Linked DNA regions of Mus musculus: region 2 is linked to region 1. The links are chromatin contacts, called in public promoter capture Hi-C maps. All regions are on one chromosome and are shown on one strand. The core of a region is the stretch at or near the end of the contact, and the rest is flanking DNA. Distances in the headings are between cores, read along the strand shown.

Region 1 (2,695 bases), core at 52-2,551:
AATAGGATTAAATTAAATAAAATTTCAAGTGAAGAGTCCCTCGATGTGGCTACTTGGCAGCAAACAGCTTATAGGAGATGGAGCTATGCAGGTGGCAGGAATGTTCCGGGGCTCAAGCCCCTGCTCTACACGGGACCCATGGAGGTTTGGGGGGTTCCTCGCTGCCTCCAAGACTCTCAGGCATTCAGTTCCAGGTCAGTGATGTATTCTTGGACCCAGGTCTCTTTGGAGTCAGCGCAGATCTGCCGGTTTCTCTTAGTCAGGAAACTACACAGAGAGAGGTAAGGGTCAAAAAACTTAAATATCCAATGGGAGAGTCTGACTTCCTCTGTGGTTTCTCCATCGCTCCCGTCCTCTCACTGGCACCCTTTAGATGATCCTGTGCTTCCCTTTTTGTGACTGCACCCCCGCCCCCACCCCACGACTGAAAAACCCTCTCTTACACTGTTCCTCACCCCACTTTATCAGGAAAAGCACGAGAACAGAACTTACATGACACCTGGCTGGGAGCAAAGGCTGCTGGTTTCAAAATAGTCAACGATGAATTGGCGTGGAATCTTCCGGCTGTAGGAGAAGCAGCAGGCAGTCGGGGTGTCAGCTCCATCTGTAGGGGAAGAAAGTCATCATTGAACAGGGTAGGACACCTAAAACAACTTAAGAGGCGAGGAAGGTGCTTGGGGTGGGAGTTGGAAGGCTAAGGATCTGAAGGCATTTGGGCATTTGGGACCAGAAATGTCATTGTTTCTGTCTCTGTTCTATCTATATTTTCACTGTGGGCTTTCTCTTTCTCTATGTGTTGCCCTGTGTCTTTCCCACAGCTTTCTCTAATACCAGAAGTCAGCAAAGAAGACACCAGAGCATCACCATAAGACATCCCAGAGGCAGAGCTCCTTAAGAATCCCAGGGCTGGCTAGTAAGTACATGACAACACTATCCTTACTGTGATTTCAAGTTCTGGGTACCTATAAAAGGTTAGACCCTTCCACACCATAGAGAGGAAAATAAAAATCTCAAAGAGAAAGACCAGCTTCTTTTCTCTTGTAGACTCTGAAACCACAGAAAAGACTGCTATGGTCTGCCTTAGACCAGAGACTGGGGACACCTCCTGTAGCAGTGTAGACTCACATGGCGCTGAGAAGACTTGGTTGCAGAGTGTCATGGTACAGAGAAGAACAGCAAGGGCAGTGGTGGAGACCTTCATGATGTTGAGCAGGTGACAGAGGGTGAGCTTGTCAGCAGAACAGAAAAGGGACTGGTACTCGCTGCTGCTTGTATCCTTCTGGTGTCTGAAGCCATATGCCCCTTCTCTTATAGGTAGCCCTAGCAGATGAGGAAATGGAATCCGGGGCTGAGGAGGGAAAATTTTAAGCACAGCAATGGTGTCATGATGGATATTACACAACCCAGGGTCCACAGTGACCACAGGGGCCCAGGATATCTAAGAATAGCATCTCTGAGATATAAGTCTCAGCTCTCAACTCGTGACCTATTCTTTCTTCTTGTGGGGAAGTAGTTTCTCTTATGAGCAGGAGGAGGTAGGACAGTGTCAACCCAGGGCTATTCTTAGCTGGTCCCATCTCATGAGAACCGTTCTGTGAATAAACACTCCAAACCCATTCCTTGCCATGGAACGGAAACTCTCGTTATTTCTCAGCTTCTCTAACCACATGGAAGAATAGCTGTGGATGGTGGCACAACAGCCCCTCCTACCACCACAGTGAGGGACTGAGGAAAAGCATCTCCAGCTCGAGCAATGGGGAAGACGCGGTCACATTTAAGACATTTGTCCAATCATCAGCCGCAAAGTGACTAGGCCACTGGGTTGAACATTAGTTGTGGATCATAAAGATACTTCAAGTGTGGGCGTTAATATGTGAGAAGCCTAAAAATATTTTTTCCATTAAGCTAGAAATAGCCTTTCTAGGAAAGATTTTTGGGGAAACAACCCAAATGTAAAGCCATCTCTAAATATTGAGACAGCTGGTCCATTGTCATTATAACTTGAAACTAAAGAAACAAAACCTTTCACTATGAAAAAATTATAAATTAAATTATAGTATATACATTGGATTGCTTGTTTATGAAGCTCTTAAAATTAAAATGACATAAGTACACTCATAACATTGGTGATAAAAATATCAAGAAACATTGTACAAGTTTTACAAAGTGAAGAATTCTACAAATATCTGGAAATATACAGTTTTTCACACCAAACCCAGGCATTATAAATAAATAATACTGGAATTTTTTTTTAAAAAATCACTAAAAATAAAAACTTTAAAGAATTATTAAAACTTGTGAGATGGGCCTGTGAGTGGTTAATTTTCTTATATTTTGAGATTTTTAAATTTTATTTGGTGAGATATTATCTTCCTGTCCTCTCACATACTCATGTACTCACTTAGTTTAAAGCATTTTCAATATCACTAGTTTAAAAGTAAGCAGTTATCCAGTGTTTTACTTTTAATTGCTTTTAACTTCTGAGACAAGGTCTCACTAGGTAGTCAAAATTATGATCCTTCTGCCTCAGGCTCTGGAGTGCTAGGATTACAAGTGTGTAGCATCATGTTTGAAAGAAGGTGCTTGTGAGTGTGCATGTGTGCATGTGTGTGTGTGTGTGTGTGTGTGTGTGTGTGTGTGTGTGTGTGTGCTTCATGTATGTGAGTGTGTGTGCATGCATGTGCATGTAGAGATG
Region 2 (2,695 bases), core at 53-2,552, 98 kb after region 1:
TTCCTCCCTCTCTCCCCTCGTGTGCGTGTGCGTGTGCGTGTGTGCGTGTGTGTTCCTAGGAATTAAACTTAGGGCCCCTGCCCTCTACTGTTGAAATAAACCATTTTCCCAGACACCTACAAAGGCACAACAAACTGATCCTGTGACTTCTCCCTCTCCCTCTTACCCCCTGCTTCCAGCTCATTTCATGTTAAGGTATTTTATGAGTTACAGTATTTGTCTTACTTAGGGTTTCTATGACTGCAATGAAACACCATGACCAGAAAGCCAGTTGGGGAGGAAAGGGGCTTTTTGGCTTACACTGCCAGATCATTGGAAGAAGTCAGGACAGGAACTCAAGCAGGGCTGGAACCTGGAGGCAAGAACCATGGAAGGAAACTGATTACTGGCTTGCTCAGTCTGCTTTCTTAGAGATGCTAGGACCACCACCAGCCCAGGGATGGCACCACCCACAATGGGCTGGGCCCTCTCCCATTGATCACTAATTGAGAAAATGCCTTAGAGCTGGATCTCATAGAGGCCTCTTCTTCACTGAGGCTCCTTTCTCTCTGGGAACTCTAGCTTGTATCAAATTGACACATTGTGTGTGCTCCTCCCCCACCACCAGGGAAAGAAGAGGGTATCTCCCCTGGCACCCAAACCACAGATGGTCTGAGTTACAAATCACTCATCTGGATTAGCAGGCGTGTCTACAAGAAGGAAGAAGTGAAAGCTCACACCTGGGCTAGTTGTCACTCTCACCCCACTCACTCTCCAAGTCGCACAGCAGTGGTGCAGCCTGAGAGGCATCCTGGGAGGGTTTGATGTAGATATTGACAGCTGGGGTTCCCCAAAATGAAGGCTCCAAACAGCAGAGATGATGGCATCAAGGCAGAGGGAACGACGCTGGCTTACTGTCTCCTCAACAGGTGGCCGCACCCCACTGGCTCTCCCACGGTCTCTCCCTGCCCTCAGTTACAGGAACAACTGTCCTAGAGCAAGGAGAGAGAAGTACAAAAGCAGATGGTGTCCTAGCTGACACCCAGCTCCTGGATTGTCATTCCCTGAGGACACATTCCTTATCACAGCTCATTCCTGGCCCAGAGTAGATCTCTAATACTTCATTGAAAAGGAACGAGAGTCCCTTACCACCCCAGCTTTCCAACTTTAGGAGGACTATCTGTGGAACAGAGGGTGTTCTGTGGCACGGAGCTTGGCTTGAGTAAGATGGCACTACCCAGGACATACATAGTGTGTGTCCCTGGCAATGCTGGTTTCCAGGCGGGGCTTTGGCTTCTGTGGTGTGCAGGCCCGCCCCTAGCCTTGCTGCCTAGCTCAGTGGGTGAAGAGGTTTAAATTCTGGCAGCTCTTGGCCCTGCTGCGTATTGGCTAACATCCTTCAGCAGCAGCATGAAGCTAGGAGCCTTCCTTCTGTTGGTGTCCCTCATCACCCTCAGCCTAGAGGTACAGGAGCTGCAGGCTGCAGTGAGACCTCTGCAGCTTTTAGGTACGTCTGGGCAAACACGGTTGCACTATTCTTCCTCAAGTGAGGGGTGAGAAGACATCCAGAACCAGTGTGTGCAGGAAGGAGGGAGAAACTGGAGGAAAGAGTTCTCTTTAGGATCCTCCTTGATGGTCACCTCTGAATTCCCCAGAACAGAATCCCTCTTCTGCTTTCCCTCTCTCCATTCCCTGGGTCACCTGACTGGACCCCCCTCCTGCTTGCTCCTCAGCCAAGCTCCCTCTCCCAGACGTCTCCTTCTCTACTGGCGTCTACCTTGACCTGTCTACAGAAAATATTCTTGTAATTATGCTAGACACAGGTCAATCTCAATCTTCTTTACCAATATTATTCTCAGAAAGGGTTTTGTTGCCGTGGGTTTTCATTGTTGTTTGTTTGTATGTTTGCCCAAGCTGGCCAGGAACTGACTGTGTAACCCAGGCTGACCTCAACAACATGGCAATCTTCCTGCTTCATCTTGCTATGCTGGGATTACAAGCACAATCCACCCCATCTTATTTGGCCTCAAAGGACTACTCTTAATCCTCTGCCCATTCTTCCCTTAGCCCTTTTGTGACCACAGCCTCATCAAACTCCTGACACACTCTCCTCTGTAATAAAGTCTCGCCTTTGCAGACTGATGCTGTCTGCCCACCCCTACCCCACAACCCCTATCCTACAGCCAGCCAGCCCTGGATTATCTTGGACTGAATGCTTGCCCCTAAATGTCTTTAGATAGAGTTTAGCCTCTCGTCTTCACTCCATCAACTACCTGTTTTTGAAACAGTTTGCATCTCTTCCGTCCTTTGCCCTCTGTTGCCTCACTGTGTCCATCCCTGATTACTCCACAGCCCTGCCATTGCAAAAGCTTCCCAGAAGCCCTCTCCACCCCCTCTTCCTTCTTGGATGTGCTTACTAGTTGGATCCTGGTTCTGTCTATGCCTTTGCAGCAGATAATCCTCCCAAATGACCTTCTCTCAGTTTATTAAGTGAAATCCCAAATCCACAGGTCCTGATGGCCTGCTTGCCCTTTGCAACATTTATTTCTCCTGTTCCCAAACTCGCCCAGACCTCTACTTGCCAATCCTCCTGACTCCTCCTATTCCAGGGGAACTGGGAGTGGCAGATAATATGTCTAAGGGGTAGGACTTGAAGAGTCAGTCTCTGGTCCTGGGAGTGCCTCTGTAGGTCCTGTGTCCCAGGTCACACACGGAC

What was found. Promoter capture Hi-C pulls out the DNA fragments that hold promoters and counts their contacts.
Region 2: a contact with region 1 is called in a promoter capture Hi-C map of macrophages, with 10 read pairs. The contact joins the promoter of Wfdc21 here to the promoter of Ccl3 in region 1. A contact is called at or near these places in 22 of 39 promoter capture datasets (the 3T3-L1 cell line, 3T3-L1-derived adipocytes, the C10 cell line and 14 more), 2 of 15 datasets of contacts at CTCF or cohesin (the NIH/3T3 cell line and pro-B cells), 104 of 484 Hi-C or Micro-C datasets (the 3T3-L1 cell line, the 63-12 cell line, the AML12 cell line and 64 more), 17 of 115 datasets of contacts at active chromatin or transcription factors (the 230-238 cell line, CD8 T cells, DN3 thymocytes and 12 more) and 5 of 9 other capture datasets (adipose tissue, bone marrow-derived macrophages, liver and 2 more).

What each region holds. Positions count from the first base shown.
Region 1 is chr11:83,648,077-83,650,771 of GRCm38.p6, forward strand. It overlaps Ccl3 (chemokine (C-C motif) ligand 3), which reads right to left and starts at 1,302. Exons shown (of 3, transcript NM_011337.2): 1 at 1,126-1,302; 2 at 493-604; 3 at 1-267. The coding sequence starts at 1,201. The coding sequence ends at 177. It also overlaps a transcript of Ccl4 not described here.
Region 2 is chr11:83,745,638-83,748,332 of GRCm38.p6, forward strand. Wfdc21 (WAP four-disulfide core domain 21) reads left to right here and starts at 1,303. Exons shown (of 3, transcript NM_183249.2): 1 at 1,303-1,486. The coding sequence starts at 1,390.